Linked DNA regions of Columba livia: region 1 is linked to region 2. Evidence: chromatin contacts called from public Hi-C data. All regions are on one chromosome and are shown on one strand. Each heading gives the region's core, a stretch centred on a gene start, on an enhancer-like site or on the middle of the called end of the contact. The rest is flanking DNA. Distances are from core to core; before and after follow the strand shown.

What was found. A called contact is a pair of places that touch in the nucleus more often than the background predicts.
Region 1: a contact with region 2 is called in a Hi-C map of liver, with 3 times the contacts expected there. The contact joins the promoter of SLC9A3 here to the enhancer-like site in region 2. A contact is called at or near these places in 2 of 2 Hi-C or Micro-C datasets (crop and liver).

Annotation. Positions count from the first base shown.
Region 1 is chr2:61,944,014-61,947,545 of bColLiv1.pat.W.v2, reverse strand. SLC9A3 (solute carrier family 9 member A3) reads right to left here and starts at 1,912. Exons shown (of 17, transcript XM_065052219.1): 1 at 1,455-1,912. The coding sequence starts at 1,650.
Region 2 is chr2:61,903,396-61,906,698 of bColLiv1.pat.W.v2, reverse strand. No RefSeq gene overlaps it. Among named protein-coding and RNA genes, the nearest start is that of SLC9A3, 41 kb to the left of the region's middle. Within about 2 kb of position 1,543, at least 2 of the 3 cell types and tissues checked have an H3K27ac peak away from gene starts, as active enhancers do.

The DNA of each region.
Region 1 (3,532 bases), core at 663-3,162, 40 kb before region 2:
CACTAATACTACTCTGTACAACTGTGGCACATGTACAAAGCAGCAAAGCCTTAATAACACAGAGGGCAAAGAGCATCTCAAAAAGAAGGTATAAATGAGCAACCTGTGTATTAGTTTAGTTTAGCACCATTTTATAGGGATTCAACATTGTCACTGTCTTTTCCTGTATCTGGTTTCCCCAGTTTTCTACTTGATATAACCCACCAATAAAAGTAAATTAAAATAAAACTGTGTTTTTATATAATCTACAAAATGCAGCAACCATCTGAACACAAACTATTTGCAAGGTGTAGTTCAACAGTGATTCATACAAAGGTATTCATTTATATCTATGGTTAAGCAAGTGAAACCGAAGATGCAGATATAACTGAAAAATGCTTTACAATACCTCTACATAACTTACTCCTCATTTTTAAAATGTTTTCTTTGGATTTAGAGACAGGATTTTCCAACCAAGTCTTACTGTGTTTATCTTATGTGCTAAGCAGAATATATCTAAGTACATCTTTTTACATCTTCCATTCTCTGTGACATGTTAAATCCATGGAATATGATTTTAATATCCCAAATTAGTATTAATGGTACAAGTACAGAAAACTGTTAGTAGGGTTTTCAGCTGATCATACCTTCTGGGTTAGAGACAATTTATTGAAAATTGAAAATTATATTTTTGGTATCAGCCAAACTACAGGACTGCTTTTAGATCCAAAGCTAAAAGGACTGAAAATAAGAGCATCAACCAAATAAAATACATTCCAACTGAATGGTGACTATTCTAGTTCAGCAGTGTTATAAGATTGTTTTTGGAAAAGTCACGAAGTTCAGAAAACAAGAGTTATAGCGTTTGTATAAATTCACTTTACACTGAAGTTAGACTAAGTCCTTGCTTTTCACTGATTCCAATTTCTTGAAAAAGCTCTGTGTATTCTAAAGCTTGTATTTTTTTCAGCTGTATCTCTATAAACTACGCTCTTTCACTAATTCAGCAGCACTGCAAAGGAGAGAATGCTCAATTCACTTGTGTAGCATACAGTGTTTATTTTTGATGGTGTTAGCTAATACTGCTATCAGTCACGATCAATAGAATAGCATATAATAAACTGAAATAGGTATTGTATAGTCAATACAGCCTGATTTCTTTTTCACTGCTATAAAAAAGCTTTTTCCTGGGAGCAACAGTAACGCAAGGCTTCAAGAAACTGCAAGGGTTTGCAAAGAGTCAGATGCCAGAGCCATAGCCTTAGGCGTTGAAAATGAACTAGATAACCCAGTGGGACAGGCGAAAAATCACACAGCCAAGCACCATGTAGGACAGTATTATGAAATAAGAACAGAGTACAGTAAAACCCCCGAAAACGGGTCAGTGGACTGATGATAAACTTTCTTCATTTACATGAGTGGGAGAAGGCAAAGGGGGAGGGAAAGTACATATGTTAATATAACTACAGACTCACCGATTTTGGCCAAACTGGCCACAAGTATCCAGAGTGTAATGACATAAGGGTCCTTGACGTGTTCCCATTCGAAAGAGACGATGGCAAAGCTTTGATGCTGGCTGCTATTTATAGAGCTTCCCGAGCTTCTCTGTCCCAGCGCCACTGGGAGAGCCATCAGCCCCAGGAGGAACCCCACTCCAGATACCTGCCTCATCTCCAAGCCACACAGGAAAATCCTGCTTCCCCTTCCCGGAGAAATCCCGCCTCTTCAGAGGTCCTTGGGGGCGAGGTCCTTGTCCCTTCGCAGAGACGCGACCGAAGGCTGCGGGCGGCGGGACAGCGGTGCGCTCAGCAGGCGGCGGTGAGAGCCCTGTTCCGGGCGCCGGCACTGGCTGGCTCCTGTGCTGCTTTGCACAGGGTGGCTCAAGGAGGGGTCAGGGGCTCCGTGCACAGACAGATGCTTCGAGCTGGGATCCTTGCTGCTTGCCCGCACCTGCCTTTATCAGGCTGTTCCCGAACGGCCGGAGGCGGAGCTTTCCTGCCGCTCCCGCGGAGGCTGCGGTGCGGGGACAGCGATGGCCTGACTGAGCACCCTTCGGGATCGGCAGGGGAGCTCCGTTCCGCCGAGGGAGTGACGGCAGGCTGAGGCTTGTGTCCACCGTCCCGGTTCGGCTGGGGGCTGGGAAGAAGTGTGCTTGAGATTCTGGCGATAGAAGCCAAGGCTGGGGGGCTCCAATGGGCACGTCCGAGGTGGAGCCCGGGGCCCCTGCTTCCCATCGGAGCCGGATAAGCAAGACATCCCTAAGTCTCCCTTCGGGTGCTTTCGATGGGCATCCCAGTGAGTCAGCCTCGCTCTCTCAGCCCCACTGCCCTAGCCGCTTGCCACAAAGGAAATGCACTCTTCTCTGCTTTTCAGCTTCAAGTCGCCTTAGGATCTAGCTCACAGAAGACACAGCAGATTTCTCAAAGCAGCTTTTCCTTCTGACCACCAGAGAGCACCTCTTCCCACGGTGCTCGGGGACATGATACCAGCAGGCACGGTTTGGCTTTCTGCTTATATCTGTTTGCAGATATTTGTGCTATATTTAAAAACTTTGTGTGTGTGTGTGTATGTGTGGTTACAACATGAAACGTTTTAGAAGGTTCCCACTTTCCCCCTAAAGCCTTCTTTCTTTCTGATAACATTTGCCAGATATTCTGGATGGTCCATGTGGTGTGTTATAGGGTAGGTGGACCCATGGCAATAATCACCTTTCAGTAAAAAGGCAGCAAAGCAGCATGTTCCCGGCAACACAGAGCTGAGTGAACCTTTCCACACACCACAGCAGCAGCCGCTCCTGTTCACTGTTGCATGCTCTGAAGCAATCCAGCTGGCCACTTGTGCAGTCTGCTGCTTTTGTCACTTTCTGAGGGAAAACACTACCTTTTTTGTTTTACTTACATGATGGTTTTATCAAGAGTTCAAAAATGAACAGGATTAAGGCTCTCCTTTAAAATCTTTGGAAGATTAAGAAATTATTTTTATTATTTCAATCACTTGAGAGAAAAGCTAAGTACTTTTTCAAAGGCCAAGTGACCTGAACAGACACTCTATAAATCAATTAACTGGTTAATTAAAACAATAAATTTGCATGGAATATTATTAAAAGGCTGTCTCACATTAGCACATAACAATGTTATTTAGCTAAGGAACTCAAGAAGCAAAGTTCTCTTAAGTTACTGCACTGAAGATTCACTTATTATTACCTCAAAACAAGGCACCCTCTCTTCAAACAAGAAAACATATTGACTTTTTATTTCCCTTGCTTTTTCATTACTTAAGGGAAAGGAAATTATGTAGGAATTTTTTTTAAAGTAGGAACCAATCTGAAGATTGAATTGGTAACTTTTTAGGAAGCATGATAGGTGGTGATATCTTTTTTTTTTTTTTACATATTGGAAATGTTGTAGATGAAGACCTGAAGAATATTTCAATGTCTAACAACCTAAATCCTATCTATATTATTTTTCTCTTTTTCAGAGTATGAGTCAGGCACTCAAATGTCCTTTAGAATCTGCTCCCAAGTCTTCTAAAGGTTCTGTAAATGGCTTTGGCC
Region 2 (3,303 bases), core at 294-2,793:
GACTACTGCAAAAATTCCACACTGGCTGGCAGATGGTAATAGTTTGTAAGTATTAACAGCATCTTCATAGAATCATGAAACAGTTTGGGTTGGAAGGGACCTTTAAAGGTCATCTAGTCCAAACGGCCCTACAATAAGCAGGGACATCTTCAGTCAGTGCAGATCGTGACCGTTCCCGTTTCACGCACAGAAATACACACATGCAGCCAGTTTCTACTTCTCTGTCTTTCCTCCTTCGTTAACTGCTTCCACAACGCAACGGCCCAGCGCCTCGCTCTCCAAACGTCTAGGGCGCAGCACACTCTGTCCGTGCCCGGCAGGGCTGGCTGCGTCACACCGGCGCGTCTCCTCTGCTCCCTACCCTGACGTCCAGCCCAAGCTCTGTTGTTAAGGGCACAATCGGCGCTCCGGCTCCGCTTCCAAGCGCCACCGCCGCTGCCGCATCCAGCCCCGTTGGTCCTGCACTTACAGTAGAACAGGCGAGCTCCAGCTGACCTCCTGGTGCGTCACTCCGGGGTTGCGGCACGCTCCGCCGCACCCGGCTGTCTTCCACCCACTGCACTTCTGTGCCTGCAGAGGCCGGTCCGCAGCTCCAGGCCTGGCGACACCTCCTCCCGCTGCGCACAGCCTCAGCGCAGGGAACAAGGAGCTCCCCCGCCTCAAGCCCGAGGTGGACTGGAAGCAGCGGCAGCGAAGCAGCACCAGCCCTGCAGCCGCAACAGCAGCGGACAAGCGCCGCCAGCAGCAGAGCCCACGGCCGCGCGCCCCCGCGTGCTGCCAGACCGGCAACTCACTCGGCGCTGAGGCGGCGACAAGCCCCACCCAGCATCTCGCTCCCACTTGCTCCAACTTGTTCGTTGTTCCCTCCGCCGTGGTCACGCCTCCGGCAGGTTGCGATTGGCTGCAGAAAAGGGGATTCGCGGAGGGCTGGACGTGTGTGTTCCAGGCGGGGGCGAATGGAGGTCTAAGGCAGGAAAAGCAGGAAAAGGAAGAAGTGTGCTGGGGTGCACCAAGCACAGCATTGCCAACCGACCGAGGGGGATGATTGTCCCGCTCTACACTGCACAGGTGCGGCCTCGCCTGGAGCACTGTCTGCAGCTCTGGGCATCACACTATAGAAAGGATATAAAGCCACTGGAGAGTGTCCAGAAGAGGGCTACGAAGTTGGTGAAAGGTTTGGAGGGGAAGCTGTATGAGGAGCGGCTAAAGTCACTTGGTTTGTTCGGCCTGGAGGAGTCTGATGGGAGACCTCATGGCAACTACAGCTTCCTCATAAGGGGAGGAGGAGGTGCACTCAGTGAACTCTCTGGTGACCAATGACAGAACCCGAGGGAATGCCAGGGGAGCTTTACGTTGGACGTTAGGAAAAGGTTCCTCCCCCAGAGGGTGGTGGAGCACTGGAACAGGCTCGCCAGGGAGGTGACACTTGCCCCAAGCCTGACAAAGTGTTCAAGTAGGACTGAACAACACCTCCAGACACATGGCGTGAATTTGGGGGTTGTGCTAGGCAGGGACAGGAGTTGGACTCGATGGTCCTTGTGGGTCCCTTCCAAGATGAGGAAGAAGAGGATGGGGACGGTCCGGTTGCCGTACTGGCACCTTGGCAACTGCCTCGCAGCCCCGCGGGAGGGGGCGGAGAAAGAGGATCGGAAGTGGAGGCGGGGGTTCTCCCTCCCTCCTTGACAGCTCAGTCCGCTGGTCGGGAGGAGGATTTGCTCTGTGGGGCCCGAGCGCACTGGCATTCCCGCACCGCTGGCGGCTGAGGTGCTGGTCGGGCCTAGGCCCTTATCGCTGCCGCTTGCCTGTGAATCGGCGGGAGGAGTCTGTTACCCCACTGCTAATCCCTGACTCGGCGTCTTCTGAAGGTAGTTTGCACTTCCCGTATCCTCATTCACCGGTGATAAGTAAAAGATAACTTTGTACTATCTTAGTACTTCCTTTATTCTTGCTCGCTGAAAATTTGAGGGACAACCTTTACTGTAATATAGTAAAAGTTTAACTGGTGTCACTTTTCCCCGATCAACAATTCATACAATAACAAATGACTTCACAGTGGTTTATGTCAGAAGAGCATTTAAGTCAGGTTTGGGTATTTTGCACCATATTCTCCAAATACTTAGTCATAGGCAGTGTTGTGTGTTTTGCCTTTAAATGTACTTAGTAAATGCTACTCTCAAGAAGAGGAAAATGCAAATACTGTTCTGTTGATCCGGAGTCATCAGATTAAAAAAAAAAACAAACAAAGAAACAAACAAAACCCCAAACACACAAGTACACGTTCTCTGATTTGTAAGTGCTGTGTACACTATACACCAGAATAGCTATAGTTTGCTGATTGGTTGAGGCTCCTGTCATTTTGCACTTTAGGTAGTAGTTTATTTGTATGCTCAAGGGATGTAAATATCTACCAAGTCAGCATGTGTAACTCATTGTTCAGATGTATGTATGTTAGGTAGAGGTACCACAAGAGAGAGTCTCTTAAATATGTGATTTCTTAATATGTATAAGATTAATTGATAGTTGATATATGGGGGTATCTTGTCTTCATTTTAATATTTTCTCACTGCTTTCTCATTTCTTCACTTCCAGTGCTTTATCTTCCTGCTTTGCACCATCTCTGGCATTTGGCAGCTCATGCAGTATAGCAATTCAACTTGCTAACCCAGCAGAAAACTATTGCATAATTCTGGGTTTGTTGTCCGTTATTTCATGAAAGCTGGTTAAATCACTGCCAGAGTCAATACAGAATAAAGCAACACAAGGACATAGCTGGAAGAAAGATGGATGTGGGAGGAGCATGACTTAAGTTTCTTAAACTTAGGCTGTGGAAAAAAAAAAAACCAAAACCAAATCACTCAGATTGTCTTATCTTTCTCCCTTAAGTAAGACAGAAAGCCTGAAATTCCGGCATAGGAATTTCCATTGTTTCCCATCCCCTTTTCATCTGTTCCCAGGTAATAATGAAGCGCCAGTAGCTATTGTCCTTTCTGTTTTGATTGAGCTGACATTAGTAACCCTTTTCCTCTATTAGTAGACTGTGTGTGCTGAGAGATTAAAAGAAAAAAAAATGAATGTCTGTTTTTCTTGCCTGGTGCTTTTAGATAAAGCAGTTGATAACCAATACTAACTGTTGCATAACTATGTAATGGTAAACTCAAACTAAAATGCAGTTTATCAGTTTTTGGGCATGTAATGTGATGACCTAAAAAGGAGTCATCTAGACAGGTCCAGAAGAATTATTAAGTAGAGTTTTTTTGAGCTTTTCATTTTATGTGGTTGAAGAGGGTTTTCCCCTCTTCTTGA